Linked DNA regions of Sus scrofa: region 1 is linked to region 2. Evidence: chromatin contacts called from public HiChIP or PLAC-seq data. All regions are on one chromosome and are shown on one strand. The core of a region is the stretch at or near the end of the contact, and the rest is flanking DNA. Distances in the headings are between cores, read along the strand shown. Region 1 overlaps ANK3 (ankyrin-3). Region 2 overlaps CCDC6 (coiled-coil domain-containing protein 6).

Region 1 (4,305 bases), core at 134-2,633, 360 kb after region 2:
CTTTTCCCATCAGCAGGGGGCGTGGGCGGGACGTGGTCTGCACCGCCTTTCCAAGCTCTCAGGGAGCACAGAGCTGGCAGTGGAACCTTCTTGTCACAGGAGGCATCTCTGCACCTGTATTGAGACACCACTCAGAAATCTCCTTTTATTTCAGAGCCCATTCTGGTCTTTAAAAAAGGGTTGCTGTGCATGAAGAATAAAGTTATTATTTTACATTGAGAATAACTGGGTGGGAGTTCCCATTGTGGTACAGCAGAAATGAATCTGACTAGGAACCATGAGATTGTGGGTTTGACCTCTGGCCTCGCTCAGTGGATTAAGGTTCTGGCGTTGCCATGAGCTGTGGTATAGGTTGCAGACACGGCTTGGCTCCTGCACTGCTGTGTGCTGTTGTGTAGGCTGGCAGGTCTGGCTCCAATTGTACCCCTAGCCTGGGAACCTCCATATGCTGTGGATAGGGCCCTAAAAAGCAAAAAAAAAAAAAAAAAACCAAAAAAACCCCCCAAAAAAACAAACAAAAAAAAACACCACCACCACCACCACCAACAAAAAACCAGAAAAGGAATAACTGGGTGCCTACTATGAAGCCAGAAGACTCCTAAAAGAGGGAATCAGTATTAGTAATTCCATCATTTAGTATTTCAATGTTATAAGTGTTAGAAGTCACAGCAAATATTTCATTTTCAGGTAAGAAATTGAGGCAAAGCAATCAACAAAGATTAGACTAGAGCTTAGTGTTTATATTTGCTTTAAATCCTATAGTCTTTATGGATACAGTCAACAAATCTTTACTGAATGATCTGTTGTGGGATCTACTGGGTTGTGGGTATATTAAGACCAATAAGACCTGGGCCTGCCTTGATAGAGCCTGTGATTTCTTCTGGGAGAGCAGGGGGAACGGCTGGGTCACAAGCAATCTGGCTGGACAGGAGCTTAAGGGAAATATGCACAGAATGAGGTGATGGTTCCTCAGAGAAGCTCCTGAACCAGGACAAGGGTTAGGGAGAATTCCTGGAGAAGGTGGCCCCAGATGTGGTCCCAAAAGTCATGCAGAACCAGGCCGGAAAGGTGGTGTAACACATGGAGGGTGCAGAGACATGGAGTGACCAAAAAGGGAGTCCAGTCTGGGGAAGTGCCAATGATTAGAGTCCATTGGGACCAGGGTGTTTGGGGGTAGGTGGGGGAGGGGTGAGTGTGGAGGGTGGAGGCCAGGCTCGGTTTGCTGTGGTACCAGCTCAGCCCTGATCCCGGTGGATCACTTTGCTGAGTTCCCTGTCAGTGTGCACAAAAGAAACCCACAGCTAGTCCTTTACTAACCTGGGCAACCCCGTGTTGCCTTAATTCTGGGCTTTTCCCCAGCGCAGTCCCCGCTTCACAAACACACGGAGGTTATGTTATATAGAGTTTCTTAACTGGCATGTGTGACCTTCTGAGCCAGTTGTGGGAGGCTGGACTGCACACCATAAAATGGTCAGTAGCGTCTCTGGCTTCCATCCACTAGATGCCAGTAGCACCATCCAGTTGTGCAACTAGAATATTTTCAGACATGGCCAAATGCCACTCCCAAATACAGCATTACAGGATTTGAGAAGCACTGCATTACAGGATTTCATAAAAATTATGCTTTTTCTCACATAAACTATCCCTTGATCATGGCATACAGGTCTAGGTTATACTTCTAGTCACAAGAAGATGTGTTTGTACTCTCTCGCCCCGACTTATCTGCCCTCCTTAGGACGGATGGCCCCTTAGGCAAAGGGTTCAGAAAGTAGTCTGACAACCACAGACAGCAAAACTAGTTTGTCAGTTTGTGGCTGGTGAGGCTATCTTCCCAGCACATGGGGAACCTCAGAAACCCTCCACTTCTCACCTCGGTTACGGCTTGGATGGATGCACCGTGTTTCAGTAGGAGTTCCATGACTTTAATTCGGTTTTTCTTGCAGGCGATATGAAGAGGGGTAAAGCCATTCTGCAAGAGAAAAAGATATGCGGGTTCCATTACATTCCACCAAGATCCTCTTCCACTGGACACGGTAAAATCGATTTGCTAAAGTAAGGTTCGGCCAAGAACTGGAAATGAGCAGAAACGACGAGGATTTAAACCAAATGTTGATTCTTGTTTGGAAGCAGAGATGGCCTACCTGCTCCCAGGAACCCAAGGTGCCCTGCTAATCACAAACAGGAGGCAAACGTTGGTGACAATCTCCTGGTAGCTAAAGCAAAAGGCCGTGCATTTTCTTAGACTATTTTATTCTGGAATTCACTCTGAAATAATTGGTCCTTCCTCTAGTTCCTTTCAAACACAGACTAAAAACAGCTGGGCCAAACTTTTGCTCTCACCGCCAAAACTTCACCAATGCCTATTCTGACTTCTCTGCTGCATTTTAGGACAACTATTCAATCAGAGCTTAAATACTGTGATTTCTTCCAAGTGTTACGATTAACTTCTTAAGATGGACACTTAAGGAGTTCCCATTGTGGTGCAGTGGAAACAAATCTATTATCCATGAGAATGTGGGTTCAATCCCTGGCCTCTTTACTCTATCCTCTTTTGGGTTGGGGATCTCGCTTTGCTGTGGCCGTGGTGTTGGCCGGCAGCTGCAGCTCCAATTCGACCCCTAGCCTGGGAACTTTCATGTGCCGATAGTGTGGCCCTAAAAAGAAAGAAGAGAAAAAAAAGATTGACAGTTAAGATTTTTTCTAGGCGTTCCCATCGTGGCTCAGTGGAAATGAATCTGACTAGCATCCATGAGGATGCAGGTTTGATCCCTGGCCCTGTTCAGTGGGTTAAGGATCCAGCATTGCCATGAGCTGTGTTGTAGGTCACAGACATGGCTCGGATCTCACGTTGCTGTGACTGTGGTGTAGGCCAGCAGCTACAGCTCTGATTCAGTCCTTAGCCTGGGAAGCTCCATATGCCATAGGTACAACCCTAAAAAGAAAAAAAAAAAGATTTTTTTTTTTCTAAGTGTGAAGTAGTTGCTTATGTCAAGGAAACAGAAAGTTAAATAACTCAACACTATTTGGATTATTGGGTTGAATATTTCACCCAATAAAAGAATCTGCTTTTAAACAAATTATCTACCAAATTGGATTGCCTGCTAACTGAGACCATGGAGCCTATTTGAGTTGCCACGGACAACTATAGAACAACAGGGTCCACTATGAAAGCTTAGGTCAAAGTTACTGCAGGTTCTTCTGTGGCTGTTTTAAGACCATTTGCCAGGCCATAGTCCATTCCAGATGACCAGCTACATACAACCTCCATGACCTCCTAAGGTTGTGAAATCTTCAGAGTCAGCGGGAAATGAAGTTGACAGCCCACACCCTGTTTTAAGGCTTTCTTTCTTGCATGGAAAAATGAGTCATGACTGTTCATTTCTTTTCCTCCTTTCAAGTCAGGATCCAATCTATGTCTGATATTCCAGGCTGATCAACAGCTCTTGAAATGCTACTCTGGGAAAAGCTTTTAGAATTTCAGTGGAAGCTTCCTAGGGTCTTCAGTGCTCCTCTCTGCCCTCCCTCTCCTTCCCACTCCAATTCTCAGAGCCCTCGGAGCCCCAAGGGCACTGGGGACCCATGCTGCTAGGGTGACCCCATCAGCTGCAGGGGAGCAGAGACCCTTCCTAAAAGGCTTGATCACATGACAGCCTATACTGCCAAATTGTTAGTAAACACACACACATTTTCCCTAGCACTTGGGGACATATTTTTTTCCATGTAAACCTATGTTTACGTGGGTGCTTATACTGAACTGAATCCAAAGAGCCCACTAAATTGCAGCCATTTATTTTTCTAAAGACAACAAACACCATCTCATTATGAAAATCAAACTATGTAGTACAGCTGAGGATTAAAACAGCAACTCATTGTAGGAATTAAGAATACAAACCATCGGATCTGATGTGGCTGTGGCATAGCCACAGCAGCTCAGATTTGACCCCTAGCTTGGAAACTTCTATATGCTGCATGCGTGGCTGTTAAAAAAAAAAAAAAAAAAAAAAAAAGACTACAAACCAGACCCAACTTTGTATTATAAGGAAAAAGAGAGGACAGGTACTATTTCATTAACTTACATGGTTAATGTACCATCAAATTTCAGCTCACAAATTCCTAGACCTCTCATGTTCAAGATAAAGATTTTTGGTTATTTTGCCTCATATTTTTAGATCTCAGAAAAAACTTTTAATTCACAGAGTGATAGATTTACCTACCAGAAGATAAGGTGACTGCCTCCATAGTTTTACACTTGAACAGTCTTTGGGCTTCATTTACATAAGAAAATCAGGAGCGTGACATTATGGT
Region 2 (4,515 bases), core at 1,059-3,558:
TACTGCACCACACTGAAACTCCTGTGTATCTTTTCATATGGTGACTGGCCATTTAGCCATCTGCTTCCATGAAGAGCCAGTTTAAGCCACTTGCCTGTTTTTCTTACTGATTTGTAGTTTTACTGTGGTTACATATGTTGACAATATCTTCTTCCATGCTGTGATTGTCCCTGCATTCTCCCTATATGATTTCCTATGATGTACTCTGCCTCAGGCTTCCCTTCCACTCAATACCTAAAGGGCTAAGCTGAGTTTCCTAAATTCCCAATAGCATCATGCTGCTGAAAGCATTAACCTTTAAAGAAATCTGGTTAGAAGGAAGATTTTTAAAAACATGCTCCACAAATAAGATAAAGAAGTCCTTTAGGCTCTGGAGTCAACCTGCAAAACAAACAAACAAAAAAATAAAACAAACAAAAACAAAAAAAAAAACTGTTTTGTAAAAACTAGCCCTTCCTTCTTTGAGAAACAGTATTTAAGCCAAAGAAAGAATTCATCCTAAGCCAAGACCTCATGGTAAATTAAAATAAAAAGCCACATCTTTCTTACCGAGTTTATGAATACAGAGGAAAAAGGAAAGTAAAGATAATCAGCAACAGGATAAGACTCTATATTTTAAGGTAACTACTAATTGGGCTGACTGTTCTGAAAAGGAAAAAAAAAAAAAAAAAAACTACCCAAGAAATTCAAACATCACAACATTTATAACTGCAAATTTTGACATCATTTGAAAAGCTTTTCCAGGAGTTCCCGTCTTGGCGCAGTGGTTAACAAATCCAACTAGGAACCATGAGGGTGCGGGTTCAATCCCTGGCCTTGCTCAATGGGTTAAGGATCCAGTGTTTCCATGAGCTGTGGTGTAGGTTGCAGAAGCAGCTGGGATCCCACGTTGCTGTGGCTCTGGCGTAGGCTGGCAGCTACAGCTCCAATTCGACCCCTAGCCTGGGAATCTCCATATGCTACAGGAACGGCCCTAGAAAAGGCAAAAAGACGAGGGGAAAAAAAAAAAAGAAAAGCTTTTCCAGTGACAGCTGATGTCCATTTACAAGTGGAACCAAACATCCTTTAATAGCCAAGATTTACCTCTTCAACTAAAATGGATAAGGGTTATCTCCCCTACCCTGCTGAATAAAGCAACCGCGCTCCAGCTTCATCTCATTATTTTTAATTTCCTTTTCCTCCTACCTTTACTTTCTACCTGCATTTTCCCAAATTTTGTCAAAGACAGCCTAGGAAGCTTCTAACCCCCTACTCTTGCTCTTACATTTTGAGGGGGTCCAGGCTGGCATATAACTCCAGCCACAATGGCAACACACACTGTGGGAAAAACTCAGTGATACCCTAAGACTAAAAAACTGTGTCCAGTTTATTGTATTTTCTAATCATAATGCAAATTACATTGGACAGAGAGATTTCTGGCATGCTACTAAGAGGAAAATTCTGGCTTATAATTTGGCCTCTGGTGGTTGCAGCATTTAAAATGCAATAAAAACATTCCAGAAGCCTTTTGCAGATGTATCCTGAACACAATGCATAAGCCCCTTGCTCCACAAAAAGAAACAGAGAACACAGAAAGCTGAGGTTTGGAGAATCTGGAATGAAAAGCAACAATAAAAACAACAGCAACAAAAACCCCAACTTTGCCTCCAAATGTGCTGTTAGCTATCAGCTGACAGCAAATTTTTTCTGATTAGCATTAATAGCTCTGAAAAACTAAAAGGTTTTTCCCGGTTGAGCCACCTTGATGAAGAAGAACGTATTTCAAGGTCTCTCCGCCCCTGCCATGGAGAGAAATGAATTTTCACCTGAATGGATGCAATGGTGCAGTGTAAGCCTTGGTGTCTTTCAAATGAACTAGCCAGTTTCATACATATTTATCACCCTGACACGTGATTCTGCTGCCTGCACAAACAAATTCACTTCACTGCCACCTCGGTGACATGGAGAACCTGGGGTCAAAAGGGCGGCCTCAGATGCCAGTGCACATGCCTGAGAAGGAACCTGAGAGACCAGACTCACTTCTAAGGCCTGTACACTTGCCTGCTGCCCAGAGACACAGCCACGCAGGGGTCAGGGAAGTGCAAGCTCCAGAAAAAACCTGAATCCACTGGGATGGTATTGCAAGGAGAACCAACTGCTCCAGAATTGAGGGGAGGAAGGGAGAAGGTAAATTTGTCTAAATGAATAGGCAGATTTGGAGACTTACTGCAATCCCTTCTCTGGGTTCCATTCCTATGCAAAGGGAGATGGAAGAATAAAGCTGTTTCCTGACAGCCTTCTGAACAGCTCGGCTACAAATCACTTGGCAGTGGCTTTTGCCCACAACTTCCTTCCTCTCCTCCACGTAACATCTTGCCATAGATGCGAGACAACTTCAACTGCTTTAAAAATTCCAGGAGTCATCACCTCAGGGGCCAAATCGATAACAATAAAAAATAAGCCCTGCCACACTGAACAAGAGACTCAGATAACTTTCATCCTTAAGTGCTTTCAGTCATCAATAAGCATGTGCCTCCCCCATAAGGAAATGAGTACAGTAATTTCTATTATAGCTCTAGCAGCATTATTTTCTGAAGGCCAGATCCAAATTCAAGTGTGAAGCAAAGGACAAACCTACGAACCTATTTGTTATTTTAGGTCTAAAATTTGGAAACTGGGTTAGAGGGAAAAGATTCAGAGGAGTAAGTAACACCTGGTTCTCTTATCTCAACCCTGTTCCATGGTTTTCAAAACAGAAAAAGTACTCGTTCACTTTTGGCAGTGGTATTGGTGGAGAAGAGTGCCAAGCAACCACTGAACAAGGGCTCCCAAGAGCAGGAAGTGAACCTGATGCCTCAGGCTTACATAAAAGCAAGTGAGCAAATCCCTAATTGCCAAAACCATTCTTAATCTCAGCAACACCAGGTCTTCCAGTTGGCCCTGGTGGTTGGTGGTTAACAGTTAGCCAGAGGATATAGGGATTTTTAAAAAAGTGATTTTAGGATGGGGGGGGGGGGCAGTGGAATGAATCCTATCAAGACTGACAAGACAGCTAAGCTAGTAAGCTAGTCATGAGAGCCTTCTGGCTTCGCTAGTTCTCAATGATCTGGGCGGTCCCGAACCTTGCCTCGCAGCAAATGGGCCTGACTCTGCAGGAGGCTCCTGTGCCCTGCTGTCCATGACAAATATGCAACTATGACGATAAAACTGAGCAGGAGCTTCCTAAGCATGGATGTCCCATCTCACCTCAGACCCCACCGTGTCCTCTGCCTCTTGTTTTCAAAAAAGCTTTAGCCTCTGAGGCCTTCTCTGAGTTCCAAAGAGCAAATTTAACCAGAGAAGTGAGGAAAACAGTCAAGCAAGACAAAATTTAGACATAAAACAAAGCAAGGACCTTTAGTTCCTCCTCTAGGGCTGTAAATAATATCCTGAGCCATATCCTTGAGCTGTTTTGCAGATACTAAAACCCCCACCAGGTGGAAGAAGTTAGCTGCTTGTGGATCACCAGCATGGGCACCTCAGACTGGTTGGAAACTGAAGGTTGATGACTGAGATTAAATGTCACCATTATCTCACCATCAACCAATTAGAGAGTGTGCACCAGTGGATCACACAGGCTGTGACTTTCCTTCCCCTCATATTGTCTTTAAAAATTCTTCCAAAGCCATCAGGGAGTTCAGGTCTTTTAAGCATGAGCTGCCCATTCTCCCTGCTTGGTGCCACTGTATCTTCCCTTCACCACAGCCTGCAGTTAGTGGACTGGCTTTGCTGTTTGTGGGGTAAATAGACCCAGGTCTGGTTTGGTAATGGCAGCAGGACTGTGAGCTTTCAAAGTCAGTGACACAGAAGGAGGTTCCAAAAGCTAAGGACAAAACATGCATTAAAATTTTTAAATTTCCTTTTTAGGAAATAAGATGTTTTCCAATTACAAAAGTAACGCATGTTGCTTTTACAAAGTTGGAAGGAAAGGGATGTAAGAAAATTAACATAACCTATAAGCTCAGCACCCAAATATATAGCTAACATTTCAGAAGAGTCTTTTAGATTTCTCTTTTCTAACATAAATATTATATATCATGTTCTGATGAAGAGTTTGCTTACAAAACATTTCTTATAAATTTTAATTACAAATTCTGATTAAACGACAACCTCTCTGCAAGGCATTCCAGAGCTGAATTTAGTTCTGATGCAGGCCTGTGTTAGGCTTGGCAAATGTACTAGAAGGTTCTTTTTAGGACAGTTCTCAGCAGTCAGATCATCAATCCCACAGTCTGGGCTCAGAAGGATATAGACTTTTCAGACAAGAGTTTTTACAAAATCAAGGTATGATTTCTGCCTACCTGGTAGATATGCACAAAAACTGGAGAGAAAAGCTACATGCTCTTTTTTGGCTTTTTGTTTCAGAGAGGATTATCATATTTGGAGGTGTCAAAGCTACCTCCTAAACTTGATCTTCTAAAAAGGCAAGGGATTTCCACTCATCTAAACTTAAATGTGGTTCAGTTTTTAAAGGTACTAGCTAGCATCTCTGTTGTA

What was found. HiChIP or PLAC-seq counts read pairs in DNA pulled down with a chosen protein or histone mark.
Region 1: an H3K27ac HiChIP or PLAC-seq map of skeletal muscle shows a contact between it and region 2, with 6 times the contacts expected there. The contact joins two enhancer-like sites. A contact is called at or near these places in 2 of 47 Hi-C or Micro-C datasets (embryonic fibroblasts and epiblast stem cells) and 1 of 2 datasets of contacts at active chromatin or transcription factors (skeletal muscle).

What each region holds. Positions count from the first base shown.
Region 1 is chr14:63,590,153-63,594,457 of Sscrofa11.1, forward strand. It overlaps ANK3 (ankyrin-3), which reads right to left. Exons shown (of 47, transcript XM_005671012.3): 11 at 1,871-1,969. Among named protein-coding and RNA genes, the nearest start is that of ANK3, 220 kb to the right of the region's middle. Within about 2 kb of position 1,384, at least 8 of the 83 cell types and tissues checked have an H3K27ac peak or open chromatin away from gene starts, as enhancers often do. A contact at or near this core is called in skeletal muscle, where this site is marked.
Region 2 is chr14:63,228,628-63,233,142 of Sscrofa11.1, forward strand. All of the region lies in intron 2 of CCDC6 (coiled-coil domain-containing protein 6), which reads right to left. Among named protein-coding and RNA genes, the nearest start is that of CCDC6, 69 kb to the right of the region's middle. Within about 2 kb of position 2,309, at least 8 of the 83 cell types and tissues checked have an H3K27ac peak or open chromatin away from gene starts, as enhancers often do. A contact at or near this core is called in skeletal muscle, where this site is marked.